4 separate regions of the Sus scrofa genome follow, and all the other regions are linked to region 1. A link is a contact called in public Hi-C, HiChIP or PLAC-seq and promoter capture Hi-C data. All regions are on one chromosome and are shown on one strand. The core of a region is the stretch at or near the end of the contact, and the rest is flanking DNA. Distances in the headings are between cores, read along the strand shown. Region 1 holds the start of ATF4 (activating transcription factor 4). Region 2 holds the start of EP300 (histone acetyltransferase p300). Region 3 holds the start of XPNPEP3 (probable Xaa-Pro aminopeptidase 3). Region 4 holds the start of RBX1 (E3 ubiquitin-protein ligase RBX1).

Region 1 (7,116 bases), core at 2,656-5,155:
CCCAGGCCTGTGCCAGAGCCACGGCAACTCGGGATCCCAGCTGCGTCTGGGATCTACACCACAGTTCACGGCAATGCCGGATCCTTAACCCACTGATCAAGGCCCAGGGATCAAACCCTCAACCTCACGGTCCCTAGTCAGATTTGTTAACCACTGCGCCACTACGGGAACTCCCCTTAAAGACTAAATCCCAAATTATCAAAGGCAGGTGTAATTGTGATTTGAGCTTATCTCCTCTCTTAAAGAGCTTCTTTCTGATGGCAGCTCTGTCTCCTGCCTATGTTTCACAAAACCAAAACTCATAACTTTGCCATTTCATAAGCAGGAACCTCCTAGGAGTCCTCAGAACGAGAAGCAGTGGGGTCAGCTCTGGTCCTGAGGGGTTTGCCGTCTGAGATGGACCAGTCTCATCATAGTACACGGAGGACAGTCAAGTGCTTCAAGATTCACTTTTTTTAATCTTTGGGGGAAGATGTGGGGCCTTTCCCCACCTTTCTGCCTTCCCACTCAGTAACTCCCACCTTTGCCTGAAGTAATAGCATCTGCTCCTACTTCTCCCTCTGGAAATTTTTTGCACCATCTAGGTTAGAAAACCACATAGCCTAATGCTTAAAAAATACTCATATCAAAAACCTAATCAATTTCAAAGTGTATTTTGGTTTTCTCTGTTGCCCATTCCTGAAACATGAGTTCAGGACAACAGTATTTTTCTTTATACACTTGGTTGTGACTTTTTTTTTTTTCTTCAAATAAAGGAATAATTGAAGTTCATGGTGGGAAAAGTTGTGTTGTGAAGCCTGCAGTCTCCAGGGCTCAGCCCCTCATGGGCCTCCTGTTCACACTCCACAGATGAGCTGGTTTTGCTCCCTTGCGCTCTATTCAGGTTGAGAGCTCAGATGGTTTTGACGAATCAGCTTCAGGATCAGAAGGCCCCGCAGAGGCCCCAGGAGGGTTGTGGAAGTAGGGAATCCCCTGTATCCCGATTGCTGCCAGTTGTGGCACATCTGAGACTGTGGCCCTGGCTGAGAACTTCTGTCCTCACAGGATGTGTTAGAACTCTGCCCCTTGTGCTGAAGCTCAAGGCCAAAGAGAATGGTAAGAAACACTTCAGACTAGAGCTGTGAGAAGTAGCCCTCTGAAATTTTTTTTGTCTTTGGGTGGAGGGCAGGCCCATAGCCTGCAGAAGTTCCCAGGCCAGGCCCAGGATCAAACCTGCACAGCAGCAGTGAGCTGAGCCACAGCTGTGACAACGCCAGATCCTTAACCTGCTGAGCCTCCAGATGCTGCTGATTCTAGGTGGCCAAATAACAAGAGATGTGGGGTCTGGAGTTAACTGCATGCAGCTTGTTTACCTTTTCCTTCTGATCGCCTCATAATCTGTATTTTCTTGGCCCCTGCAACCAAGTCCACAACCTGCCTCCCAGTCACTAATCTGCCCTTCAGTGAGCAGTTGATGTGTTTAGCTGATAGATTTGGAATCAGTCATCAGTCTTCCTTGTTTTGTCCATATAGAAGCAGCTTAGCCCCAAGACCCAGAAAACTACTATCCTTTTTCTCCTTGAGGGAGGAAATAAAGCTGGGGGACACGTTGCCCTTCCACAACCTGGAAAGAAAAGAAACGTCTCCTTTCCAACAGCTTTGACTCGTGTGTGTGGTGGGAAATAGTTTCCTACGTGAGTGGTACTGGTGCATCAGAGTGCTTGCTTGGGGTCTCCATAATAGAACGGATGGGGTTATTCCACTCCTACGGTGTCCAATTGGGGCAGTGTTACTTTACTTCTTAAGCATCTGCATGGACATCCATCAAGAGGCACTGACAAGTCTCCCATACAGCAGAGAGGAGGACATGCCCCGTGGCTCCTTAATGACACCTTTGGAAGACTTGGGTAGTGGCTCGGGGGTAGTGGCTCGGGATTCTTACTGTCTTTGCACCAAAAGACCAGATGCCTTGTACATGTTTCCAGAGAATTGAGATTCCCCAAGGGGAAAGAAAAACCATACCTAGTATCCAGTATGCTTTCCTAGACCAGCTGTTTATAGTTGTTGATTTCATCTCAGTAAATAACAGTCCTCTGAGGGAGCAGGATATGATGGGGATGGGAGGTGGGTTAGAAGACCTGCGTTCTAGTCACAGGAGTAATGGCAACCATTTATCCAGCACTTACCAGGTACCAGGCGCACGGCTCAGTGCTGTGAATATATTATCTTAACTTCATTCTAAGGATGAGGATACCCATCATTAGCCTCGTTTTACAGATCAGGAAACGAAGACTCAGTGGGGGTAAGTCACTTAACCAGAATGTCTCCACTAATAAATGGGAAAGCCAAGATTTTTTGGAATTGGCCCTTAAATCTGTCATAACTCCTACCCCATACTGCCCACACCAGGCAAGACATGTCATGCCTTTAGTCATCAGCTTACCACTGTAAAGAAATGGTTGGGCTAGACTGACTCAAATCAATGAATGGTTAGTTGTTATGTAGGAAGTGCCTGACCAATTTTTGACCTCACTGTCCTCATAGAAATAATATTTGTAGGGCCCACTGAAATGAAGGGGAGTGGAAACTCAAGGTTTCCCTACAGGGCCTGATTGGAGGACTGGAAGATGGTGAAAGAGCTTTCTCCTAGCTCTTGACAGTTCCCCAGTAGAGAGGGCAAGTTACTGGCCCTAACCTGGACTGTGGCCTCCAAACACACAAATTCCCCTAAGTGGGCAGGTCTGATCAAGCACCCAGGCAGTAGGACTTGCTGGGAAGTGGTTATGCCGCGGAGTTACAGAGTTGGTAAATAATTGAAACTACCCTAGAGTGAGAAAGAGCAGCTAAATAAAATACCTCATTTTTAGGGGAAGTGAAACTACATAAACTGAAAGAAGTTCCCCTGTCATAGGTTTCATTCTTTAACATAAAAGGAAACTTGTATTTTAGCAGAATGGATATGTAAAAATACAATTGTTTAGACCACAGGATTATGGATTTCCTCCACTCGACTCGCCTCTACAGAGTTGAGTCAGGACGCAGAGCAGGCCTTTGATGGTAGGTGGATCTCAGCTGAGGTCATCAGTCTCCCCTTCCAGTTACTGAAGGGTTCACACGTCCTCAGTATTCTGCAAGTGTGTGCAAGTGAAAACAGACGAAATAACATTTACTCTTGACTAGTTTCACATTCGGGCCTAAACCCGGTCCCTAGTTCGGAGCTTCTCCAAGGGCGGCAGGAAAGGACCACGAGGATTCGGACCTAACGCCACTATTTGGATCTGGGCCAGGGCTGCCCGGGGCAATCAAGGCCAGCTGGGTGGGCGGGGCTGAGGGAGCCTTTGCAGAGCGGCGCTACGGCGAGCAGGACGCCGGGGCCCGGCGGCGGGAACCTCACCCACCTTCCCGCGCAGATCAGGGGCTCCCTCGCTGAACAACCCGCCCGCCTCGGAGCCTGAGCCAATAGAAACTCGATGTATATATGACTCACCATGCCTAACCAATCATTTCGACGCGCGCTCTCCGCCAGTAGCTCGCGCGATAACCAGGAGACCTCGTACTTCACAATAAAAGCCCTTCTTGGGGTGAAAGACTCGTCTCCGCCTCTCGGGCTAGCACCGGAAGTAGCTGTGCAAGATCCTTCCGCGCATCCCGGCAGCGGACGGTGGTGATCCTTAGATCTCAAAAGCCTTGTAAAGTAGTGCGCCCTTTTTTGAGGCTGTAAATAAAAGTAACTCATTTGGTCCTCACAGTTTCGCCCTCGACATAAAAGTCAGAGACTGGAAATGGTAGGGGCGTCGGTTAAATGAAAGCGCGTGGGTGGGAGGCGCTGGTCACGTGACCTAGGCGGAAGAATATTCTCTGTGATGCGTCCCACAGAGGCAGAGTCTATAAAGGACCCGCGCTCGGCGAACCGCCGCCATTTCTTTTCCTCTCCGCTGTAGATGTAGTCCTTTTCTGCGAGTGGGCGCTTTTCTTCCTCCGCTCCCGCAGGGTCCGCGGCCGCCATGGCGTATTAGAGGCAGCAGTGCCTGCGGCAGCATTGGCCTTTGCAGCGGCGGCAGCAGCACCAGGCTCTGCAGCGGCACCCCCCAGCGGCTTAAGCCATGGCGTAAGTACCGGGGCCCGACGCTCTGGGCCGTGTCCCCCCGGGTCGGTGAAGGGTTCTTGTCTGATGCTGGGGCGCGGTCCGGCGGCGTCGCGGAGGGGGAAGCGGTTTTACGAGCGCCCGGGACGCGTGGCCGCTGATGGGGTGACGCCGAAGCGCCAGCGCCCCTGGGTCGAGAGGCCGCTGCGCTGTTCGGGCGTGGGGCGAAGTCCTCGGTACCTCCGGCCCCGGCCGGGGGGCCGGGGCTCCCCCTGGGGCTCCACGAAACGTGGCAGCAGCCAAGATGGCGGCGGGGCAGGGCGGCGGCCGCGGCGTGAGTCACGGGCGGGCGTGGGCGGGGCCGGACTCGGCCGGGAGGACCGGGCGCCTTCCTCTGGTGGCGGGTCGGGGAACGGCCGGGCGTCCATCTTGCGCCGCCAGGCGGACGCGGGGAAGGTTGGCAGCCGGGGCCAGCGGCCCCCAAGTCTCAACAACCACACGGGGTCGGGATTTGGCCGTCCTGCCCCGGGGGTGGAGAGGCGAAAGGCTCAGACCAGCTGTTCTCTAATGGGGCTTGGTTTCTGGTTCCTGTTAAGGCTTCTCACGGCATTCAGCAGCAGCGTTGCTGTAACCGACAAAGACACCTTCGAATTAAGCACATTCCTCGATTCCATCAAAACTCCGCAACATGGCCGAGATGAGCTTCCTGAGCAGCGAGGTGTTGGTGGGGGACTTGATGTCCCCCTTCGACCCGTCGGGTTTGGGGGCTGAAGAGAGCTTAGGGCTCTTAGACGAATATCTGGAGGTGGCCAAGCACTTCAAACCTCATGGGTTCTCCGGCGACAAAGCTAAGGCGGGCTCCTCCGAATGGCTGGCTGTGGATGGGTTGGTCAGTGCCTCAGACAACAGCAAGGGTGAGTGGGCTTTTCCCTGCCGGTGGGGTCTGGTGATAAAGCCTTGCTGCCGCGTGCATCTGACTCTGGGTTCCGTCCCTCTTAAATCTCTTGCAGAGGATGCTTTCTCCGGGACAGACTGGATGGTGGAGAAAATGGATCTGAAGGAGTTCGACTTCGATGCCCTGTTGGGTATAGATGACCTGGAAACCATGCCAGATGAGCTTTTGGCCACGTTGGATGACACATGTGATCTCTTTGACCCCCCACTCCAGGAGCCCCCGCAGATAGTGAACCCAATTGGCCATCTCCCAGAAAGTTTACCAACAACTGACCAGGTTGCCCCCTTTACGTTCTTGCAAACTCTTCCCCTTTCCCCAGGGGCCCTGTCTTCCACTCCAGATAATTCCTTTAGTTTAGAGATACAGGGTGAAGTGGAAATCTCGGAAGGAGATAGGAAGCCAGACTCCACTACTTACATTACCTTGATTCCTCAATGCATAAAGGAAGAGGATGCCCCCTCAGATAATGACAGTGGCATCTGTATGAGCCCTGACTCCTATCTGGGCTCTCCCCAGCACAGTCCCTCCACCTCCAGGGCCTCTCCAAGTAGGAGCTTGCTCTCTCCCGGGGCCCCTTGTGGTTCTGTCCGGCCCAAACCCTATGATCCTCCTGGAGAGAAGGTGGTAGCAGCAAAAGTAAAGGGTGAGAAACTAGATAAGAAGCTGAAGAAGATGGAGCAGAACAAGACAGCAGCCACTCGGTACCGCCAGAAGAAGAGGGCAGAGCAGGAGGCCCTCACTGGCGAATGTAAAGAGCTGGAAAAGAAGAACGAAGCTCTGAAAGAGAAGGCAGATTCCTTGGCCAAGGAGATTCAGTATCTCAAAGATCTGATAGAAGAGGTCCGCAAGGCACGGGGAAGAAACGCGCCCCCTAGCTGCCGGGCAGGGGTGTGCATGTGCTTGTACATAGGCTAGGGCTTTAGCTGTGTGTTGCAATAAATTATTTTGTAGTGAACGTACTGCTGATGACTGATTTCTTCAGATAAATGTTCCAGTCAATCCCCCCTGGAGCCACTTTTCTCACCAGGGTCAGAAGTAAAGTGCAAACGCTCCGTAATTCCCTCTGCCTCAACTCAGCAGACAATGGGGTGGGGGGGCAGGAGGAGGGGGTGTGGTGAGTTGAGAGCAGCCCTGGAAGTGACCTGCCCTCTTTGATGAGGCTCATGCCAGTCATTCATTGCCAATCTGGGTGACCCACTCTGGCTTAGAAGGAAGCCCTTTTGGGTTGCTGTGAGGGGCAGTGCAGGTGAGGGTGTCTGAAGCCAGAGTATGTGTGCATGCCTCTCCACAGGTCCCTGCAGCCAAGTCCTCCCCAGACCCAAAAGACGGGAGGCAGGGGCCTCTGCCGTTCACTTCCTGTGCCCCAGTGAGCTCACCTGGCCTCAGCTTCAGCACTTGCTGTTTTGCAAGGGTTTCCCGTTGGTTCCTCAACTCCTGCAAGGTTCCAGTGTCACTCCCAAGGCCATCCAAAGTGACTGCTGGTGTTCCGCCCCTCACCTTTCCCGCTCATTTGCCCCCCCATGGTCCTTTCTCCAGTTGACGTGTATACATGTTTATTTCCTGCTCTGACACCCAGTTTTGCAGTCACTTCGTGCCCTGATCTCCAAGACCTGCAGCAGTGCCTGAGGAAGAAATTGCAGCTTTATAACCATTTCCTGAGCGTTCCGAGGCACGGCTATGAATGTATGTTTACTGGAGTGAGACCCAGCCCCCTGCACGTGGAGCCCTGTGGGCTGATAAAGGGCAGAGGCGGGCTGGGTCTTACCGCTGGTGGCGGGGGTGGAGGTGGGGGTGCTCCTGGTCCATCGCCAGGCCCCTGCTGCCTTTCTGAGGACGCAGGTCTTGGAGGTCGGGAAATAGCCTTCATGTCTCTGCAAAGATTCATGCGCATCCACTGTGTGCTAGACCCTTTTGAGGGCTGGGGATTCAGTGGTGAGAACACACATCTCTGCTGTCCTTTCTGCGAGGGAGACGGCCAGTGAACAGACCTGACGGGACAGCAGGAGGGAGGACCTGCTCAGGACGCACTTTCGGGCCGGGAGGAGAGGCCTGGGGTGGAGCGTGTGAACTGAGCGTCAGCTGAGTGACTTGGGGAGCC
Region 2 (6,836 bases), core at 1,108-3,607, 1.4 Mb after region 1:
GTAGGCATAAGCAAAAAAAAAAAAAAAAAAAAAGAAAAAGAAAGAAAAGAAAAGAAAAAAGAAAGAAATCCATTTTACCTATGAGGAACTGGCCCAAGTCACAGAGCTGCTAGGTGACAGAGCCAGAATTTAAACCCAGTGTCCCAGCTCTTACTTCTCATATGCCTCTACTGTCTCATGTGCCTCCCTTCCCTGCCCCCACCACACGGCTACTGGCAGACAATTCTTTCTTCATGAACCCACTCTTCATCTACAAGTAGCATTCCACAATCAATTAAATTTATTTGATTAGATAATGGCATCTAATAAAATATCCCCATAGCTAAAAAAAAATAAAATAAAATAAAAAAGATTTGATTAGGCTAGCTATAAGCCAAGCTGAAGATTCAATTCTCTGGTTTTGAACATACCTGCAGTTTCACCTTGATTGCATTTTGTGCGATAACATTTCTCCAGCCACTTCCAACATGGCTGACTTCAGGGTTGGACTCAGGGTAAAACCCAGAGGAATCAATCCCAGGAAGAAGTGCCATACATCAGAATCCCCTGTGTACAGTAGAGCCTTTCCTTTGGGGCAGGTCCATGGTCCCCTGACTCCTCTTTCTTAGCAGAATTTTCTCACGAGATGTCCCTCAGATCTTCTTTGAGCCTTTCCTATACCTAGTCCCGCAGTATATTTGGCTAGGTGTTTGAACACTGTTTAGTCTCTGCAAAACTAGGCAAATCTTTGCCCAAAAGTCAGAAACTCTTCAAAAAGTCAGATGAGCAACCTCCCCTGAGGAATATACAGGCGAAATTTGCAGGTATTGTCCACATTTCTTTCCTCTGTTCTCTTTACTGAGAGTGTGGGTAAAACAGCTAAAAATAATTGAATCATTCTGACCCATTCCGACCTTAGCCCTACCTGGTGAATCCAAACAACTTTAAGGTAAGTCGAACTGTCCTTTTCAATCTGCCTGCTTTTCTACTGCAGTTGAGGTGAATGAGGCCTGAAATCACACAACAGCATTCATCCTTGGTGGGAACCTGAGTTGCTTCGTTAAGATTTTCACTCCTAGGCTCTTAAAAGTTATTCTCCTATTCATTTAAAATTCAATAAACAAGTAGTTCAATTCTGGGGAGAGGGGGAGGCAATAAACAACAACAAAAAACAAAGTAAACTCGACAATAGGCAAACATCAACTAAGGAGCATGAGACTTGAAATACGCTTTAAAAGTTTTTAACTATCTCCATTGATACTACTGATAGAAGTTTCTTTAGGGAGACCTTGCCACTTCGAGTACCAATTTACCCAAGGCCAAACACGGAGGAATCCTGTAACGTGTAGGAATGCGAAAGAATGCTGGTGAGGCCCTCCTTTGCACAACAGTTGTCACACATACATTTTATTTATATTCAAGCATTTTCCTCCATCATTACTTCTTTTTCTGCTTTTTTCCCTCCTTACATTACCTTAAGCACAGTATGTTTCTGCTTCTTTCCCCATACATTATCTTTAAGGCACTGCCTAAACGTGTTTGTTGTTGTTTCAAGCTGGTTTTTGAGAGTGGGTTAAAAGAAACACCCTAAAATGTCTTCAGGTCCAGGACGTGTTCAGAAAATAATTCAAGGCTCCTTTGGTTAGAGTGCTACCTGGTAGGGGCGTGTGTCCACGTGGTGAGCAAGAAATAATTTGGATCTGGTCTTAAAACATCTTCTCGCTGCTGTGATTTTTGTTTCCTGATTATCAAAATAATGTATGTTCACTGGCAAAAAAAACTGGAAAGTTAGGGGGAAAAGGAAACAACAACTCGTAATCGGCGTGGTTTTTGGATATGAGCTTTTCCATTTGGTTAAGAGATGGAGAAGAACGCACTGTCTCTGGCCCGGAATATCGAGCGGCAGGGTATCCTCTGCCTGCTAAATTCAACGGGGTTCGGAAGACCAGTCAGCTAAGGGCCCGGGGCGCAGGGCCATCCCCACGGCGCTCCTATTCCGCCACCTGTGCGGTGACTTGGCGCCTTCCCGGCGTAACTGCTGGGCTCCGTCACCCCCGGTTCCCACCGGGCTCCTACGCAGAGACCCAGCCCAGGCACCTTCCCTGGTAAGTGTCCACCGACTGAAAATAGATCCCAAGTCTGCCCCTGACCCCCCCCCCCTCAAACCTCCCCTTTAAAGGGAGCCACCGGGTGACGCCGGGGGAGTTTGCGGAAGCGCCAACCGCGTTGGGGCCTTGGGCGGATCCCGTGATTGGAGCCGGCCCCGCCCCCGGATCCTCTTCCCCCATTGTGTGAGCCGCTAGGCCCGAGGCCCCGCCCCCTGCCACCTCCCTCCGGAGGCCCAACCCCTCCCCTTTTTTTCACCCCCCCCTTTGGCTCATTTCCGGCCGCCGCTGCTACCGCTAGCCTGTAAGGAGGATTCGGCAGAGGGAAGAAACAACAGCCGCCATCTTGTTTGTGTGCTAGGCTGGGGGGGAGAGAGGGCGAGAGGGAGCGGGCGAGAGTGGGCAAGCGGGACGCCGGGCTGAGTGCGAACTGCGAGAGCGAGAGTACGGAGGGGAGCCGGGCCGGAGAGAGGCGGCAGGGGCCGAGACAGTGGCAGGGGGCCCGGGGCGCACGGGCTGAGGCGACCCCCAGCCCCTCCCGCCCGCACACACCCCCACCGCGGCCCGGGAGCCGGGCCGGCGTCGACGCCTAGGGGGGACCATTACATAACCCCGCGCCCCGCGGCGCCTTCGCCCGCCGCCGAGGGCGGCCCCGAGCGGAGCCCCGGGGGCGGGCGCTCCCGGCACCTGGTCGCCGGGGGTGGGGGCCGTAGCGGCGGCCGTATTTATTTATTTTCCGCGGGAGGGAAGAGCGAAAGAGGAGAGCGCGGCGCGAGGGGAAGCCGCCTGCGCCGCCCGCCAGAGCGGGGCCTCCTCGGTGGGCTTGGTGTCGGCGCGGGCGGCGCGGCTCGGCCCGGCCCCCTTGGCCCTCTGGGTCGGCGAGCTCCGGGCCCGGCGTCCTCGCCGCGCCTCCGCCGCCCGCCGCGCGATGTGAGGCGGCGGCGCCAGCCTGGCTCTCGGTTCGGGCGAGCTCTCTGCGGCCATTAGGGGCCGGTGCGGCGGCGGCGCGGAGCGCGGCGGCAGGAGGAGGGTTCGGAGGGTGGGGGCTCAGGTCCGGGAGGGGGCACCGGGAGGAGGTGAGTGTCTCTCGTCGCCTCCTCCTCTCCCCCCTTTTCGCCCCCGCCTCCTTGTGGCGATGAGAAGGAGGAGGACAGCGCCGAGGAGGAAGAAGCTGATGGCGGCGGCGGAGCTCCGAGAGACCTCGGCTGGGCAGGGGCCGGCCGTGGCGGGCCGGGGACTGCGCCTCTAGAGTCGCGAGTTCTCGGGAATTCGCCGCAGCGGACGCGCTCGGCGCATTTGTGTGCCTGTGCCCTCCTCCGGGCCTGGGCCCAGGCCCGGCCCCTCGCGCTCGCCCCTACCTTTTCTATCGAGTCCGCATCCCTCTTCAGCCACCGCGATCCGGCGAAGAGAAAAAGGAACTTCCCCCACCCCCTTCGGGGGCCGGCGGAGTCCCCCAAGCCCACCCCAGGGATCCGGGCGGGGACCCCGGGCTGAAGAAGAGATTTCCCGAGGATTCTCGTTTTCCTCGCCTGTATCTCCGAAAGAATTAAAAATGGCCGAGAATGTGGTGGAACCGGGGCCGCCTTCAGCCAAGCGGCCTAAACTCTCATCTCCGGCCCTCTCGGCGTCCGCCAGCGATGGCACAGGTTAGTCTTGGGAGCCCAGGCCTCCCACCTCCTCCTTGATCTTTTCTGCTCGCTGCACCTTTATTCGTCCATGTTTTCTTCCTCTCTTCCTACTTCTTTGCCTCTTGATTAATTTTAAAGGTGTTTGAATGAGCTGGTCGAAGGCGTCCAGTAGCCCAACCATTTTCTTTGCTTCCTAAAACATTCATTGCAACACTATGTCATATCGATGTGTGTTCTGGAATTAGAGCTCCTGAGTGGTGCTGTAGAAATGGCCTTTATTGTTGCTCCCATACAGTTTAATTTTGGAATTGCCAGTGCGTTTACATGTAAGGGTTTTTTATGCAGTTTGACTTTTAATTTCTTTTGTTGTTGTTGGTATATGAGAAATTGTCAATCTTTTCTTCTTAATCTCACTTGTCCTGTTTCCTTTCTACTCTTCAAGAATTTCTCTTTGCATAAGATTTTCTGTTGAGAATGGGTGTGTAAAAAGTCTTGGTTTTAATTATTTGTGTGTATGCGATCCAGGATTTTAAGTTTGACGTGAAGTTAAACGTCAAACCTGAAATTTAGCGTGAATTACTTTGCCTGCCATTGCTAGCTTTTTTTGCTTCCACTCCTTATTTGCTTTAAAAATCAATATGGAGCGCAGTTCATTTTATTTCTCTTATTTCTTTGGTGTAAGATCGAAATGTCTGAAATTCTGGGGTTTTGGGTTGGAAGAGAGTAGAGGCATTTTCTTTGCAGTTTGTAGTTACTTTCTCTTTGGGGAAGATTGAGGGGCATAACTGATTTTATGGAGTTATGTACTTGGCAATCAAGATTAGCAGTGAAAGAGCACCAATCATGAACTGCAAACATGAATTGATCACACAAAAGTTCAAAATGTACATTAAGTACGTTTCCTGTATGTGTATTCTTTTTACACTTTAAACATATATGGAGATTCAGATAACAGTTTAAAAGAGCTCTTCAAATTTTTTACTTGGTTGTGGACTGGCCCTTTGGTCAAGGAAGACTTCCATCTATTCCCTTGCGATTAGTTTGGTGCTATCCTGATGGCCACAGGCCTTCGCTTTTGCTCTCATAGTTGTTGGAGGTGCCAGGATAATGAAGACTAAGAATGGCTGACCATCTGACAGTCTACACGCTGTTCCCCTTACTACGGAGCATCTCTTTAACTCCCTGAGAGCAGGCTCAACGTCATCCCTCCATCTGCTATGGAGGGTGCATAATGGAGTTAAATGTACCCTTCGAGTTTGTAGAGAACTTGTAAAAGCATAGTTCTAAGTAGGCTTCATTTCTTAGAACTATGCTTGGGTGAAAATGTGAGGATATGGCAAATACTCTGGATTCTTTGGTTTTAGGAGAAAGTTGTATCATGAGCCTGAGGTAACCTGCAGTGGGACTTTTGCAGAGTCCGTCCACATTAGGCTTCTAGCATTGGCAATACATGAACTTTGATCTGTCTTCATTCCTTGCAGTGTCTGTAGTCTTGAGAAACTTTTTTTTAACCTGTTTTTTCTCGGAATTCTTACACATATTGAGTATGGTATTACTTTGCACTTAGTAAAATGCACTTAACTAAATGCAGAAGGATATTTAGATCATGTTTAGACGTGTTTTTCACCTGTAGGTTTTTGGTGGGTTTTAGTTTTTGTGTACTGTGGTAGTTGTTGCCTTTTTTTTTTTTTTTTTTTTTGGTAATGTGGTATTGGATTTTACATTTGAGTTAGCTGGTGACTTGGGGTATTGTAGAGAATTCTTGTTAGATACATTATTTGATGACTCCTGATTTGAGCAGCTTTGTCTTGAAGTAGTACAAGTCCTGAGAGGGAAGCTGTGCTCGGTTGGGACTGTTCAGGTGCACTACTGCATTCTCCATATTTGATATGTGTACTTGGTAACTTTAGCTAATTCAGTTTGGTGGTGTCTCACCTGACTAATACACAGAAACTGTTTTGCTACTTGAAATATCTTTGAATAATTATAAGAGTCCTAAATGTATCAAGTGGGTTTTTATAATTAAAAAAAAAAGAACCTCAACACTGAGATTAACTCAGTCTTGGTTAACTCAGTCTAAGGGTTTATCTTAGTCTTGATTACTTTTCTCTAAGTTTTGTAGTGAACTTTGGTTTTGTTCCTCCTGTCCCTTTAAAATTCTGTCTACTCCAGGAATTATCTGGTATCCTGCAGTTTTTAATCCTAACCAGTCTGGATTTTTTGAAGGGGGAAAGAGGAGAATGGGTATTAAGAACATACTGTCCCCTTGTGAACTTAACTTCATGTTGGGCACCATTACATTTTGATTGGTTTTTGCATCCAGCACTTTGTAGTCAGTGTAAGTTTATAGGCAACTGTTAACAGAAATACTTTTAAACCTTACGTTTCAAACTTTTTAACTTCTACATTTTTACTTTTGAGTTGCCACCTAGATTTTTTTTTTTTTTTTATAAATGTCATTGTAAATCATTCCTTGGTACTTGATGATGCATTTTATCTAGAATTGTTCGGAATGATCTCCAGAAACTTTTTTTAAATGATTGAGGCTTGCAGGTTTTTTTAGTAGTGTAAGTGTACCTGCCAAGAATGTTTGCATGTGCCAGTTTTATAGGAAAGAAAATTGGAATCCACTTGGGTTGACATGCTAAAGCGTTACAAAACAAATTACATCTCAAATTTGGAATTTCTAAGGTTATCCACTGATGCAGAATAAAAATGATGTATTTAATTCTCAGAGTCTTCTAAAAAGTTTCCAGGTTGGTGATAATTGGAATTAAGTTTAAGTTTTACATGTTGAAATGGGGAGACTTAGAGCTTTTGTATCTTAACGTTCTGGTTTCAGTGTTTGCACTTGATCCATTAAAAACTTTATTTAACTTGGTGTTGTTAGGTCAAAACTGTTTGAGAAATCAAATGACTTTCTTCCTATCTCCTCCACTCCCTCATCCCACTCCCAGAATCATAAAGGCCATTTGTAAGTTTTTTGGTAAAGTTATTGACCGAAATAGTTAATAGGTAAATTCTGGAAATACTTCTTGACCCTATTTCTGATGATAGCCTGAGTGTTGGGAATGGTGAGGATGATATGTTGCCTTTGCTGCTCATTGGGCATGTTCTGTCACTG
Region 3 (7,896 bases), core at 2,743-5,242, 1.2 Mb after region 1:
TGCCAAGATCATGAAAATCAGTGAAAGACTGAAGAACTATTTCAGAACGGAGGAAATTAAGAGACATGACAATATAATTTTGAAGATTAGATAATGCTAATGCCTCAGTGTCATGTTCCTGAGGAGATGGTTATATTGCAAAGGACTGTCCTTGTTTGTAGAAAACACACGCTAAATGGTGTTAGAGACACAGTATTGGAAATAGTTCAGGAAAAAAGGTCTTTGTACTGTATTTGCATTTTATCTGCAGGCTAGAAACTGTTTCCAAGAAGTTAAAAAATTTAAAGCTTGGGAAAACACAAGACAGTTATTCATAAACTAAATCTAGAGTTTCTCACATTCCCAATTGTTTAACTATTGGAAGGTAACACCTATTTATAGATACAAAAGTTGCATTTTGTGCTTCCAAGATTTAAAACAAGCTAGTTCCCTGCCAAAAACTGCAAATTGGATTTTGCCAGTATAAGCATTTATGTTTCTAAGTAGGACTAGTGCAGAGACCTTCCTTACGTTGGCCACGGAAGATTTCAGTCATAATTCTCTTGATTTGGTAACATTCAATCTACTCTGTTCTATAGTTAATTATATAAAACAAGAGGTGTTATATTCCAAATTCATTGAAAGTACAAATGCATTCTGTTCATTTAAAATATTTGCTAGGATTTCCCTGGTGGCCCACCCTTAGTGATCCTGTTAAGGATCCAGCGTTGTCACTGCTGTGGCATGGGTTCAGTCCCTGGCCAGGGAACTTCCATATACCACAGGCGAGGCAAAAAAAAAAAAAAAAAAAAAAAAAAAAAAAATCAAGAATGTGAAATACTGGCTGAAAGTCCAGGTGCCACACACTGTGCTGGAGACTAGAATACAAAGATATGCTCTTTATTCTTAAATTACCATTAAATGAAATGATGAAAGCAATTACAAGATGCAAAGTAGGTAAGATTGTCAAACAGGAGAAAAGAGCTCAGAAAATGCTTCCACCTCTAAACAAAAAAATTTCAAAACAAATTTCTTGAAAAATGTAGCCTCCCTGATCCCCACTGCCTATTGGGCCAAATTTTTTTTCTTATCTCTCTGTTCAATTTGTTAAACTAACAAATTCTTAACAGCAAATAAAATTTAGGCTCTAAACAATAGTAGAAGTTATGGCAAATAAGCAAAAGGACTGTTCTTCCATGTCTAAGCATGGGTATTCATGTCTAATTTAGTAAGGAGCAGAGAAAAACCAGAGACGGTTTCTACTTGAAGAGCCCTAAAAGTAGGACTAGGCTTACAGAATATTCCTGGACCTAGAGTCTCCACATTCAGTCCAATCTCCTATAACATTTTTGTCACTACCCTCTCTACTTTTATGTAAGTGGAACAAGACATTGTACCCACTCAGTACAACGTTCAGCCCTGGTGCCAGCTATTTCTTCCTGTAGTATAAGTCCGGTAAGAAAGCAGAAAAGAGAGGAACTGATACATCCCAGAGACTACAAAAATGTAAGTTTAGATTAAAACAGAAAAACAACAACTTGTAATATCTCAACTTGTAACATCTCAATTTCAAGCTGAGGGTAAGGTGCATACACACGCCAAGATCCTTCATCCCATACTCAAACTAACAATTTAGGCTACCAAAAGAAAAAAAATGAGTGGAACCAAAAAGAAGAACCAGAATCACCTATGGGAAACGTTAAAGTAAGAAATACGGCAATTGTTTTGAAGCAAGGCTTGACAATATTTTCCAGACTTTACATTGGAATTCTCTACATAGCCACTCCAGCACAAATTACAACACTATTCTTAGCTATGTTTTAACATTTTTGTCAGTACCCTCTCTACTTCTACGTAAGTGGAACAAGACATTGTACCCACTCAGTACAATGTTCAGCCCTGGTGCCAGCTATTTCTTCCTGTAGTATAAGTCCGTTTTACCTGGAATTTTAGAAACAATTTATTAACTGTAAGCTACTTCCTCTAATGAGTAAATAATAAAAGAACAAAAGCATACAAATGTCTTAAGCGAAGCTTCTGGATCATCAAGTTTTACAAAAGAGAGAACAACTAAAAATCTAAACCTCAATTCCTAGTCCTGAAAATCTAACAGCACCTTACAGGTTTTTTTTCTGTTAAAAAGCAGAAATTGGCAAAAAGGTATTCTAACTTAGCAATTAAATCACTACAGTAACTAATCCTTAAGTAGTCTCAGAATTTTACATAAATAACATGAGGAAATATCTTATTTAGAGTAGCTAAAAAACCAGTAGGGAAGGGAGGAGAACTGAGAAACTTCTTAGAGAAAAAACATTATTATCCCACCAAAAGCTGATTGATCTGAACTTAAGTTTCTTCCTTAGAACAAGCTTACTGGAAGACCCATTCTTTCAAATATTTGCTAAACATGGGTTCAATGTCCCGCGCAAAAAAATTAGTAAAATAAACAGATCATTTAGGGTAGTACCTTTTAGGGCTCACATTGTTTTGCAATGTCGCTATTTATCACTGCGCGGTGCAACTAGTATGTCACCTCTCAAAATTCCTCACGTAGTAGTGAATTTTAAAAATCACTTCGGGAAAGATTTCCCTTTCTCCCTTAAATTCCTCCACAAAACGCAGAATACTAATCTCTATTACACGCTACATATCAAAACGAATTTTTGTATTTATTCATCTGTATCCCTAAATAGATTGTACTTATACTGTTTCCTCGCTAGCATTTGGCACAACGCCTGTTCAGTTAATTCCATGCACGTAGCGACGTACTCTGGAGTTAAAGATAACAAGAACAGATCGTGTTAACACGCGGGTCCTCGAAAAATCATTTTTCTTAAAGTGCCTGAAGTGATGGTACTGCCACTAATCAGATATAAAAAGCGATTCCCAAAATGATTCTACGCCCTTAAAGTCGTTGTAAATGTAATCAAAGCTAGGTATCATTTTTACAACACTTTTAAAGACACAGTGCGTAAGGGAGTTGTTTTGTGTCACTGCGACCTAAGCAGGACACCAGATTTCAAGAAAAACAACTCCACGCGAAAGCCGAGTCTCGCAGCTCGCGCCCCTCCCCCTCACGTCTTCCGTGTCCAAGTCCCCGCAATCGCCTGCATCTCGCCCAAGACACACCCCCGGCGGCCTCCGGGGGCAAGGAACGCAGCTGGGCCTCTGCCTTCCCTGCCTCTCAACTACCTAAGCTCCCCGATCCCCCACTGGACCCTCGAGGGCGCCTAGCTTTCCCGGCCACGGAGCGAGCCACAAAGCGAAGGCGACGCCACTGGCCTCGCCACCGAGCTCCAGGCTCCGCCGCCCCGCGCCAGCTCCCGCCTAGCTCCCCCTCCGGCCGTCCCTCTTCCCACCCCCAACGGTCCTCAGGCCCGGGTCTCACCTCTCCACCCACTCCCTCAGGAAGCGCATTTCCTCGGTGTGCAGAACGCTCGGGTCCTGCTTACACATTTTCACGAAGGCTCGAAGTTCGCTCACTTTGCGGGGGTCCATGGTCCGGGCGCGGCGGGAGGCGGCGGGCTCGGCGGTGGCTGTGGCCCGATTCCAGGCCCGGGCGCTGGCTCAGCGTGGCGTAAAGGGGGCGGCTGCCGCGAGGCAGAACAGACTAGAACCTCCCCGGCCGCTGGCTCCGCCCACCCAACGGTCTCGTGACCCCGGGTCCTTCGCCCGTTCATTCCTGCTCCCTTTACCTCTGCCCTGCGCACTAGCTAGAACATTCTAGAAGTGTGGCTGTTCGTGCGGTGCCTGCCTTTGCACGCACGCATTCTTACAGCCTTAACTCAGAACCACAGCTCTGCATGGTTAAGTCCCCAGCCGTGCTTTCAAGGAGGGCAGGACCTCTCGGCCCCTGCAGGGAGCCATTTAGAACAGGACATTCTGTGAGTGTGGCCACTAAATGTAACACGACGTCATGACGCCCAAAGGGCTCTCCGGCCGGAGCAGTGGTCACAGCTCCGCACGTGACGTCAACATTGGGCGCCGCCGCGGGAGGAAAGCCCGGCGAGCGGCGCCGGCCGGAAGGGGAGGGGCGCTTGGCCGAGGTTTCCTGGCGACGCAGCCCTGCGGGGCGCCGCTTCTACGGCTGTTTTTTTTTCCTTTTCTCCCAGGTCCGTGTGCGTGGCAGTCATGCCTTGGTTGCTCTCAGCAACTAAGCTTGTTCCCGCCGTAGCAAGCGCCCGCAGCCTCTCAGGTTAGACTCACCTCCCACAGTGTCCCCTCCAAGGCTTGCTCGCTGAGAAGCCTGAGGCGCACCAGAGGGAACCACGTCGATCTCGGGAGATTCCTGGTTCGGCGGACCCTTCTCCTGCTGGGGCCTCCACTCCCAGACCCTCTGTGCGCTCCTGGGATTTCTTCTCTACCTGCTGCTTCTGGAAAAGGGTGGGCCTTGTGTTCGCTCTACCGTTGAGGTATTCGGGGAGGTTGAAATGATTGCAGAGAGAAAAGCGTGCCCTGTCTTCCCGCAGGGGCTGTCTTCACAGTAACTTGGACTCATGGAAGTTGTAGCAGGTATCACACTTGCTCAGGTGTCAAAGTGTCTCACATCGAGTGACTCTCGTTTCTATTAAGTGAACGTAAGATTGTATTTTCGTGTTTTCAAAGATTTAACAGCTCCAGAATGGACAAGAAACGAATGTTTGCTAATACAAATTCTTTTGAGTAGTTCCCTGTCAGAGATACTCGTGAGGCTTTTTATGTCTGGAAGCCTTGCTTGTTAAGGCCAGATGGAGTAGTCCGGGAATATGGGGGCCATTTTTTTAGGGTGTACTCTGTCACGAACAATTAAAGTTCTTTGCCTTTACTTGTGACTTTTGCATTTGTTGAGGCTTTGTGTAAAACGTGATTAATCAAGGTTTAGGGCAAGGTACTGTATTTGGTACACACCAAAGTATTCATAATGCTTCGTTTTGCTTCAGCAGTATAAATAACTTTAACCACCTCTTAATGTTAATATAATATACATAGATAGGCTTTTTGAATGAGTGAATGATGAATGATCCTCTTGGATCGTTGCAATTCCAATAAGTTAGAGCAAATACCATTTTACCGATGGGGAACTGAAACTAACACAGTAACAAGTAAGAAGTCAGGAATGTTAGTTGTATGATTGCCATCTAGACCTTTTGCTGTTATACCTCTACTTGGTCTTACTCTGGCTTAGTAGAGCCCTTTTGGAACTTTTTTTTGGGGGGGGGTGTCTTTTTGGAGCCACACCCATGGCATATGGAAGTTCCTAAGCTAGGGGTCTAATCAGAGCTGCAGCTGCCGGCCTATGCCACAGCCACAGCAACTCGGGATCTGATCTGCGTCTGCGACCTACACCACAGCTCACAGCAATGCTGGGTCCCTAATCCACTGAGCAAGGCCAGGGATTGACCCTTCATCCCCATGGATGCTAGTCAGATTCGTTTCTGCTGAGCTACTCCATCTTTTGGAACTTTTTAGTAAGCCAGAAAGAATGTATCTTCAGTTAACAACTTTTTAGTCGTCATTGTGGATGAATCTCCACTTCACTAGAGTTGCTCTCAGTCCAGGTAGATGTTAGAAAAGCAACGGATAAATAAGAATATAGCAAAGGATGATAATAGTGTCTTGACTCAAGTGACATGGGGGCTCAAGCAAGGCAGTAATGGGTTGTAAATATGTTATTCTAGGATTTTATTAAGTTTTAGAAAATTCCGCTGGCTTTTGGTGGTCATAAATAGAACTTTGAATGTCTGTGGTGCTCTTGCTTGTCCTTGTTAGAAAGGCCCTTCTGTGTATTGAGCACCGTAGGGAACTTTCTCTTCTGGGAAATTCAGTGCATTCTCAAAGTGAAAATGTTTTGACTAGCTAATTTGAGTGTGATTTCATTTGTTGTAATCTATAGATATTAACACCATCTAGTCATTTGAGAAAGGGCAAAATGTGGAATGATGCATCAGTTATATATATATATACTTTTTTTTTTTTGTCTTTTTGCTATTTCTTTGGGCTGCTCCCGCGGCATATGGAGGTTCCCAGGCTAGGGGTCGAATCAGAGCTGTAGCTGCTGACCTACACCAGAGCCACAGCAATGTGGGATCCGAGCCGCGTCTGCAACCTACACCACAGCTCACGGCAACGCTGGATCGTTAACCCACTGAGCAAGGGCAGGGACCGAACCCGCAACCTCATGGTTCCTAGTTAGATTCGTTAACCACTGCGCCACGACGGGAACTCCAGTAATTTATATTTAAAAAGACTAGGTCATTTAAGATAAATGTAAGTGTGAGTAAGGAAGGGGAATATTGAAAATATTAAAGATTAAGTAGAAAATGAGTTTAAAAGCCTGTTTGCAGTTTGTTCATGTAACAAACATTGAGAGAGTTCGTGGTGGTGCAGCAGTAGCAACCGGACTCGTGTTTAATCCCTGGCCTTGCTCAGTAGGTTAAGGATTCTGCATTGCTGTGAACTGCTGGTGTAGGTCGCAGACACGGCTCAGATCTGGTGTGGCTGCAGTTGTGGTGTAGGCCAGCAGCTACAGCTCCAGTTCGACCCCTGGACCAGAAACTTCCATGTGCCACAGGTGCAGCCCTAAAAAGCCAAAAAAAAAAAAAAAAAAAAAGAAAACCAAAAAAACCCAGCCTTTAATTGAGCATCACACATGAGCACTGAGCACAAAAAGTTTCTATCATCATAGGAGATAGACGAAAAAGCAAGTAATTATAATATTCTTATGGGGAGAAGGAAAAGGTGTTATTTTCTGGAGGCAGAGAAATATGGTCGTGACTTTAAAAGATTAGGAGATATTTGATGTGAGACTTGAAAGAAAGCTTTCACCAAGCCAACTGGAATAATGGAGCCATCCTGGCGGACATAACATCTAAAGTCACAGAACTCTGTAATAGAAAGACTGGTACAAAGCTTTTAAATCATTAACAAGCACGAAGAAGCTTTTTTGAAGTATGTCTTTTTTTTCTTTTTAATTTTTTGGGGTTTTTTTGGTCTAAAAAGGGCTGCACCCCTGGCATACGGAGGTTTCTAGGCTAGGGGTCGAATCAGAGCTGTAGCTGCCAGCCTACGCCACAGCCACAGCAATGCCAGATCCAAGCCACGTCTGCGACCTACATCACAGCTCACAGCAACGTCAAATCCATAACCCACTGAGCAAGGCCAGGGATTGAACCTCTATATGCCGCAGGCGCGGCCCTAAAAAGACAAAAAAAATAAAAATAAAAGTGGATCGGAGGGCACGTCATTGTGTTCTTAAATTTTCAGACACTGATTTTTGCTTTTGTTGTTGAAAAATTGCGTTTTTTCTTAGTCTTGTTAGTCCCACGTCTGTGAGAACCAATAAAGCCTGCTAAATAGCACATTTTATATAAGTAGCATCTAAAATACTCTAAGCTGGAGTTCCCGTTGTGGCGCAGTGGTTAACGAATCCGACTAGGAACCATGAGGTTGCGGGTTCGATCCCTGCCCTTGCTCAGTGGGTTAAGGATCTGGTGTTGCTGTGAGCTGTGGTGTAGGTTGCAGACACGGCTCGGATCCCGCATTGCTGTGGCTCTGGCGTAGGCTGGTGGCTACAGCTCCGATTCGACCCCTAGCCTGGTAACCTCCATATGCCGTGAGAGCGGCCCAAGAAAATGGCAAAAAGACCAAAAAAAAATAAAATACTCTAAGCTTTCATGATTTTATATTCTGCAAATAAGCACTAAGTGCTAATTGTCCCCAGTTTCTCCTATAGAATAAACGACCTTTTCTTCCCACCCACCCACCAACTAAAAATCAGACAAAACAATAAAGCTCACACTTTACTATAGCAGTCATTTAAAAATAGTAGCTCTTAGAATTTTTTCTGGTTTCCAAATTTGTTGCATTGCTGTGTACCACTGACCTGTGATTGGGTTTTCATGCTGCTAGTTATTTGCTCCCACATTAAAATTTACAGTA
Region 4 (7,946 bases), core at 5,213-7,712, 1.2 Mb after region 1:
AATGTTAGCTGCAGGGTTTTGTAGGTGCCCTTTATCAAGTTCAGGAAGCTCTGTATTCCTACCTCTCTGAGAGTTTTTTTTTTTTTAATCATAAGTGCATGTTGAATTTTGACAATTTTATTTCTGTATCTACTGATATGATCTTATGATTTTTCTTCTTGAACCTGTTAATATGGTGGAACCCATTGATTTTTTTTTTTTTTTTTTTTTTTTTTGCCATATCCATGGCATGTGGAAAATTCCAGGCTAAAGCCCGGGCCACAGCAGTGACAACACTGAATCCTTTAACCATTAGGCCACCAGGGAACGCCTGTGGTTTTCTTTTTTGGTACTCTCTTTTTTGTTCAGTTTGGTTATCAGGTTCAAACTAGCTTCATACAATGAATTGGAAAGTGCGCTTCTATTTTCTGGAAGAGATCGTGTCGAATTGGTTTAATTCTTCTTTAACCATTTGGTGGAATTCTCTAGTGAAACCATCTGGGCCTGGAGATTTCTTTTGGGGAAGTTATAAAATTACAAATTCAATTTCCTTAATAGTTACAGGGGTATTCAGATTGTTTATTTCATATTGGATGAGTTGTGGTGTTTGTGTTTTTTGAGGACGTAGTCCGTTTTGTCTAAGTTGATAAATGTATGTGTGTAGAGCTTGTGGTTTTTCCTTACGTCAGCAGAGTAGGTAACCATCTCCCGTTTCAATCCTGGTATTGGTAATTTGCACCTTCTCCCTTTTTCCTTCGTCAGTCTTTCTAAAAGTATGTCAATTTTATCAAACTACTCAAATAACCTATTTTTTTCCTTAATTTTCTTTATCGTTTTTCTGTTTTCAACTTCAATGATTTCTGCTCTTTATTATTTCTTTCAATCTGCTTGGAGTTTGTTTTGCTCTTCTTTTTCTATGTTCTTGAAATGGAAAATTAGATTGTTCCCTCTCTCTCTCTCTCTCTTTTTTTTTTTTTTTTTTTTTTTGCTTTTTAGGGCTGCATGTGGGGCATATAGAAATTCCCAGGCTAGGGGGTCAAATCAGAACTACGGCTACCAGCCTATACCACAGCCACAGCAACAAGGAATCCAAGCCATCTGCAGCCTACACCTCAGCTCATGGCAGTGCTGGATCCTTAACTCACTGAGCAAGGCCAGGGATCAAAACGAGTCCTCATGGATACTAGTTGGGTTTGTTACCACTGAGCCACGACGGGAACTCTCTGCTTCCTCTCTTCTCATGTCTACATTTAGTGCTAAAAATTTTCCTCAGCACTACTTTAGCAGTGTGCCATAAATTTGGATGTCCTGTTTTTATTTTCATTCAGTTCAATATAAGTTTTTAAATTTCCCTTAAGACTTCATTTTTTATCCATAGGTTATTTAGAAATGTGTTATTTATTTATTTATTTGTCTTTTCGCCATTTCTAGAGCCACTCCCGAGGCATATGGAGGTTCCCAGGCTAGGGGTCGAATTGGAGCTATTACACCTGCCGGCCTACACCACAGCCACAGCAATGTGGGATCCAAGCCGCATCTGCAACCTACACCACAGCTCATGGCAATGCCGGATCCTTAACCCACTGAGCAAGGCCAGGGATGGAACCTGCAACCTCATGGTTCCTAGTCAGATCCGTTAACCACTGAGCCACGACAGGAACTCCAGAAATGTGTTATTTAATTTCTAGGTGTTTAGAGAATTTTCTGTTATCTTCTCTTTTTGACTTATAATCTGATTTCATTGTGGTTGAAGAATATACTGTATAATTAATCCTTTAGAATTTTTTTTTAAACATCTTTTTTTTTTTTTTTTTTTTTTTTTTGTCTTTTGTCTTTTGTCTTTTTGTTGTTGTTGTTGTTGTTGTTATTTCTTGGGCCGCTCCCTCGGCATATGGAGATTCCCAGGCTAGGGGTTGAATCGGAGCTGTAGCCACCGGCCTACACCAGAGCCACAGCAACGCGGGATCCGAGCCGCGTCTGCAACCTACACCACAGCTCACGGCAACGCCGGATCGTTAACCCACTGAGCAAGGGCAGGGACCGAACCCGCAACCTCATGGTTCCTAGTCGGATTCGTTAACCACTGCGCCACGACGGGAACTCCATCAATCCTTTAGAATTTTTAAAGATTTGTTTTATGCCCAGTATATAGTCTGTCTTGGTATATGCTCCATGGAACTGTTTTGTGGTTTTGTTTTTTCTGTTTTTTTTTTTTTTTTTTTGGCTTTGCCTGAGGCATGCAGAAGTTCTGGGGCTAGGTATTGAACTCTCACCACAGCAGTACCTCAGCCACAGCAGTGACAATACAGAATATTTAACCTGCTGAGCCACCAGGGAACTCCCTACCCTATGGCCCTTGAAAAAGAATACGTTATGCTGCTGTTATTGGGCAAATTTGATTCGATCCCATTGGTTATTGGTGGTGTTGAGTTCTTCTATATTCTTGCTGATTGTCTAGTTCTATCCATTGTTGAAAGGGAGGTGCTGAAGTCACCACTCTAATGGTGGATTTGTCTGTTTCTACTTTCAGGTCTATCGGGTTTTGCCTTACATGTTTTGCAGCACAGTTTTAATGTGTATACATTTTGGACTGCTGTGTCTTCTTGGTGGGCTGACTTTTTTTGTTTGAGCATTTATAAAGTCCTCTCCTTTCTCTGGTAATATTCTTTGCTCTAAAGTCTACTTTATCCAATATTAATATAGTAATTCCAGCTTTCCTTTGAGTAATGTTTGCAAGATATATCTTTTTCCGTCTTTTAACTTGCACCTTTCCTATATCTTTTTTTTTTTTTTTTTTTTTTTTTTTTTTTGTCTTTTTGCTATTTCTTGGGCTGCTCCTGCGGCATATGGAGATTCCCAGGCTAGGGGTCTAATCAGAGCTGTAGCCGCCGGCCTACACCACAGCTCACAGCAACACCAGATCGTTAACCCACTGAGCAAGGGCAGGGACCGAACCCGCAACCTCATGGTTCCTAGTCGGATTCGTTAACCACTGCACCATGACAGGAACTCCCCTATATCATAATTTTTGAAGTGAGACAGCATATATTGGGTCAGGCTTTTTTAATCTCCTCTGCCAATCTCTGTCTCTTAATTGGTATATTTAGACCATTTACATTTAATGTAATTATTGATATAAGAATTAAGTCTATTGCTTCATTTTTTGTTTTGTTCTCTTTGTTTTTCACATCTTGCTTTTTGTTTTCTTGCTTTCCTGTGAGTTACATAAACCTGTTTTAGAATTCCATCTTGATTGGTCTATATTTTTGAGTGTATCTCTTTTATATTTTTAAAATGGTTGTTCTAGTTATTACATTATATATACATAATAACTCATGACAGTATACTAGTGTCTTTTTTTTTTTTTTGTAAGGCCCAAACCCACAGCATATGGAAGTTCCCAAACTAGGGGTCAATCGGAGTTGCAGCTGCTGGCCTATGCCACAGCCACAGCAACACTGGATCCTTAACCCACTGAGTGAAGCCAGGGATTTAACAGATTTCCTCATGGATACTAGTCAGGTCATTACTGCTGAGCAAAAACTGGAACTCTGGTGTCATAATTTTACCAGGGAAGAATAGATAACTTACTTTCCTCTATGTTCCTTTACCCTCCACAGTTTATAATTTTCTTAAATATTTCCTCCATATATATTTAAAACCACATAAGACAGTGCTATAAGATTTACTTCAACTGTTAAACATGATTTTGAAAACTCAAGTGGAGAAGGGAAGCCTGTCAAATTTACCTGTTGTTTTTTTTTTTTTACTGTTTTCTTTCTTCTTCCTGTTGTTCCAAGCTTCCTTGTTTTATTGTTTCCTTCCTGTTTTATTTAATTTAATTAATTTATTTATTTATTTTAGGGCTGCACCCTCGGCATATGGAAGGTCCCAGGCTAGGGATCCAATCAGAGCTACAGTTGCCAGCCTACGCTACCGCCACAGCAAAGCAGGATCCGAGCTGCATCCTGCGACCTACACCACAGCTCATGGCAATGCCGGATCCCCAACCCACTGAGCGAGGCCAGGGATCAAAACTATATCCTCATGGACACTAGTCAGATTTGTTTCTGCTGCACCATAACGGGAACTCCATCCTTCCTGTTTTAGAGAACTTCCTTTAGCCATATTTTGTATGGTTCTGCTAGTAACAAAGACTCTCTTCATTTTCCTTCACCTGAGACTTTTTTTTTCCTTTTTGGTTGTGCCCTTGGCAAACAGAAGTTCCCAAGCCAAGGATCAAACCTGCACCACAGCAGTTACCCAAGCTGCATCAGTGGCAATGCCAGTTCCTTAACCTGCTGCAACACAAGGGAACGCCCATCTGAAACTTGTGGGGTTTTTTTGGTAACAATTTTTATTTGTTCCATTTCAGTTGCTTTGAAACTTTTTTGATTGTCCCTTCATTGCTGAAGAATATTTTATTTTATTGCATTTGTCTTTAAAGGGCCTCATCCATAGCATATGGAAGTTCCCAGGCTAAGGGTCAAATTGGAGCTGTAGCTACTGGCCTACACCACAGCTCATGGCAACGTGGGATACTTAACCCACTGAGTAAAGCCAGCGATTCATGGATACTAGTCAGGTTCATTACTGCTGAGCCACAACGGGAACTCCTGAAGAATATTTTAATTGGGTATAGGAGCTGGGTTGACAGTTTATTTTGTTTTTTCCATCCTGAAAAAATATTTTGCCACTTCTTTCTGGGCCTCCATTATTTGTGATGAGAAATCACTCATTCAAATCAATTTTCCTCAGTAGTGTTATTTTCTCTGGCTGCTTTCAAGGTTTTTTTTTGTCTTTAGTTTTTAGAAGTTTAATGGTGATGTGTCTCGGCATATCAATTTTTACTCAGTTTCTTAAATCTATAGGTTTATGTTTCTTGCCAAATTTGAGAAGTATTTCAGCACTTACTTTACCAATTACCTTTTCAGCCTGGCCCATGCCTGGCCCTCTTTGTCCTTCCATTCTGGGACTCTTTGTGTGTGTGTGTGTGTGTGTGTGTGTGTGTGTGTGTGTGTGTGTGTGTGTGTGTGTTTGCCATTTCTTGGGCCGCTCTCGAAGCATATGGAGGCGCCCAGGCTAGGGGTCGAATCGGAGCTGTAGCCACCGGCCTACACCACAGCCACAGCAACGCGGGATCTGAGCTGCGTCTGCAACCTACACCACAGCTCATGGCAACACCGCAACACCGGATCCTTAACCCACTGAGCGAGGCCAGGGATTGAACCTGTGTCCTAATGGATGCTGGTCAGATTTGCTTCCACTGAACCACAATGGGAATTCCTTTACTGAGATTTTTTGAAGCATTTATTTGTTGACTTGTGTGTTACTTCCCTACCAGAAGTTTCACTCCTTCATCAGTCTCTCCCATCTATAATAGTACCTGGGGTATATATACATTATGAGACCTATATACATACATAGGACCCCAGGTCCTATTTCATATATATTTATATATATATAATACATAGTTAATGAATACATATTATATATATAGTTACATTCAGTGAAAGTGTTGAATGAAGGATAAATATGCCCTCGATACCTTAATTTACTATGGGTTTCTAGTATTCCTGCGGGAACACAATAAATTAGATGACAGAACTCTTGATATGGAATCATTCATTTAACAAAACTTGGTCTTAGAAAAACTTGGTAGTGTTCCTACTAAAACTTTAAGGTCTCTCACAAGTCTTCTCTCTCTACTCCGGTTAAAGCTGCGGCGTTTTCACAGATTTGTTTTCCTGTTTAAAATTAAGACAAGGAAACAAACCCTACTTCTGGTTTAACAGTGGAGTCAAGACCATCCATTACTCTTCAGCTTTCTTTTAAGAGAAGATACGAGATTTCAAATAAGCCAATACAAGATTTAAGAGTGATCTAGCAGTCATACCTCTGCAAGATTAGAGATGAAAAAAAAGTGGAGAGGTGGTCTACAAATGGGAAGGTGATAGAAAGCACAGGTGCTTTGGCTGGAAAGGTGCTATGGCCCAAGGAGGCTAGGACCTCAGGCCGGGCTCAGAAGTGGGTCAGGATCTGAGAAAGACCACTAAGAGTGAGGTCTTGGGTTTCCGCAGCAGGAGGCGGGACGCCCACCCTCGCCCTTTCCCCGGAAGAACGCGACGAGGACCCGCGGGCACTGGAGCTGCGCGGCGGCGGGGAAGGATAGGCTGTGCGCGGGCTGCAGGTCGCGGCCGAGGCGGAGGAAACAGCCGCCGCCCCTGCGGAGGGAGTGAGGCCGGGGGCTTCCCGAGGAAGGGCGATGAGAGCGAGTCCTTTCGAACATTTCCACCCGGCTCTCTCGCGTCGGCCCGGCCCCGCCCGGCCCCGCCCCAGCAGCTCCGGCAACCGCCTCCTCCCAGCCGACGCGGGGTAGAGTGGGGGGCGGGGGGAACCAGCACCAGCGCCTTTAAGAGGCGTGGCCACACGCTCCGCCCCCACTTGCCCCTCGCGCGCCAGTGAGGGGTGGGGTGCGGGAGGAGGTGTCCGGACGGGAGGGGGAGTGAGACGTGCGCTGGCGCGCAGGCGCAGTAACGAGACGACAGATCGTGTGTTTCCAAAATGGCGGCAGCGATGGATGTGGATACCCCGAGCGGCACCAACAGCGGCGCGGGCAAGAAGCGCTTTGAAGTGAAAAAGGTTGGGTCTCGCCAGCGCCTTCCTCAGGGAAACTAGAGAGGCGCGGATCTGGCTGGCAGGCCCAGGATGACCAAGGCGCGGAGGAAAGGGCTTCATTTCAGGGCGTTCCGGGGACCGGGTACCACCAAAGGAAGCCGGGAGGCGGGTCTTAGGGTTGATCGGCGTGACTGCGGCCCACTGTCAGTGCCAGTGTTGGTTTCGCTCGGAGGCTGAGGGGCCAATCACGGAGGTGCTTATTGAGATGCGCGGGGTTGCGACTTGGATGCAGGAGCCAAGCGCCTGAGCTGTCACTGGAGTGGTGGAGGGGTGGGGAAGGCGAGGGTGGGGCGGGTGGAAGGGGGAGTCGAGGGCTGCGGTGGGTGGAGGATGGGACAGTACGGCCCAAGCCGGGAACCTGAGGTCCTACCGCATTGGAGGCTTCTGAGGACCGGGCTAGTGATCTCCGTGCCCCGCCCCTATCCAAAGCTTGGGGTCCCTCTGAGGAACCTCGACCTGGTCCTCGCCTAATCGAGGCCTCCATTAGCCCTCTCTGGCCCTCGCCCCTGCCGAGTTAGTTTCTCGAGTGTAACTCTTGGCTCTTCTGAAAGGTCTGTTGATTTGTTACACAGCCGCCCCAGTCCTGCGGTCATATCCAGAATCCCCATCCGAAAAAAAAAAAAAAAGGCATGGTGGAATTTGTTAAAAAGAAAACGGAGCCCAAGTATTGTTTCAAGTAGGGAGGGTTGAATACAAGTTGCGAACAACCTGGTAAAGTGGGAAAGAAGAAATGTGGAACGTGTCTTTTTGCATGAAATGCCTTACAGTGATTTGCCAGCAGTTTGGGAGAAAAGTGCCCATCCCACATTAGATAAAACAAATCTGTCCAAAATGAAGATTCCAAATAGGGAAGATTTTATCCCTGGAACATCTAGCTAAACCCTGACGGTATTCCCCCGTCTAATGCGTTTTGGCGTTTCATTGTGGGCACTGCATGCTCAGTTACAGCCAGCAGCCATATTGAAGAATAGAAGTAAGATTTTTTTTTTCTTCTTTCCTCCAAGTTGAAGCTGTCGGTGAAAAGTGTTGAAGAAGTTGCTAGACATTGAAAATTAGGTTTGAAGGAGATGAAGGTTTGGGACGTGTCACCAAATTAGGGGGTGAAAGGGAGTTTGGGAATATTTATTGCAGAAGCCAGAGGTTGAATTATTGAAATACCACTTTTAGATAAACTCTTAAGGAAATTATCCTAGCTAAATATAACAGTCTGAGCATATAAAAGTTGAGAACATCAGCTTATTTGATGATAGGAACTATACGAAATTCCAGTGAATTTTAGAGTTTGTTGT

Evidence for each region. Promoter capture Hi-C pulls out the DNA fragments that hold promoters and counts their contacts. A called contact is a pair of places that touch in the nucleus more often than the background predicts. HiChIP or PLAC-seq counts read pairs in DNA pulled down with a chosen protein or histone mark.
Region 2: a Hi-C map of liver shows a contact between it and region 1, with 5 times the contacts expected there. The contact joins the promoter of EP300 here to the promoter of ATF4 in region 1. A contact is called at or near these places in 1 of 5 promoter capture datasets (liver) and 3 of 47 Hi-C or Micro-C datasets (heart right ventricle, liver and skeletal muscle).
Region 3: a contact with region 1 is called in an H3K27ac HiChIP or PLAC-seq map of skeletal muscle, with 5 times the contacts expected there. The contact joins the promoter of XPNPEP3 here to the promoter of ATF4 in region 1. A contact is called at or near these places in 2 of 2 datasets of contacts at active chromatin or transcription factors (alveolar macrophages and skeletal muscle).
Region 4: a contact with region 1 is called in a promoter capture Hi-C map of liver, with 5 times the contacts expected there. The contact joins the promoter of RBX1 here to the promoter of ATF4 in region 1. A contact is called at or near these places in 1 of 5 promoter capture datasets (liver) and 1 of 47 Hi-C or Micro-C datasets (heart right ventricle).

Annotation. Positions count from the first base shown.
Region 1 is chr5:8,741,825-8,748,940 of Sscrofa11.1, reverse strand. It overlaps ATF4 (activating transcription factor 4), which reads left to right and starts at 3,905. Exons shown (of 4, transcript NM_001123078.1): 1 at 3,905-4,087; 2 at 4,660-4,977; 3 at 5,074-5,873; 4 at 5,876-5,971. The coding sequence starts at 4,752. The coding sequence ends at 5,893. MIEF1 (mitochondrial dynamics protein MID51) reads left to right here. Exons shown (of 6, transcript XM_001929366.6): 6 at 1-770.
Region 2 is chr5:7,390,036-7,396,871 of Sscrofa11.1, reverse strand. EP300 (histone acetyltransferase p300) reads left to right here and starts at 2,357. Exons shown (of 32, transcript XM_001929213.5): 1 at 2,357-3,730. The coding sequence starts at 3,637. LOC110260836 reads left to right here. Exons shown (of 4, transcript XM_021093101.1): 4 at 1-33.
Region 3 is chr5:7,579,077-7,586,972 of Sscrofa11.1, reverse strand. It overlaps XPNPEP3 (probable Xaa-Pro aminopeptidase 3), which reads left to right and starts at 3,992. Exons shown (of 8, transcript XM_021091468.1): 1 at 3,992-4,174. The coding sequence starts at 4,111. ST13 (hsc70-interacting protein) reads right to left here and starts at 3,899. Exons shown (of 12, transcript XM_003481531.4): 1 at 3,368-3,899. The coding sequence starts at 3,477.
Region 4 is chr5:7,513,904-7,521,849 of Sscrofa11.1, reverse strand. It overlaps RBX1 (E3 ubiquitin-protein ligase RBX1), which reads left to right and starts at 6,462. Exons shown (of 5, transcript XM_021091464.1): 1 at 6,462-6,621. The coding sequence starts at 6,544.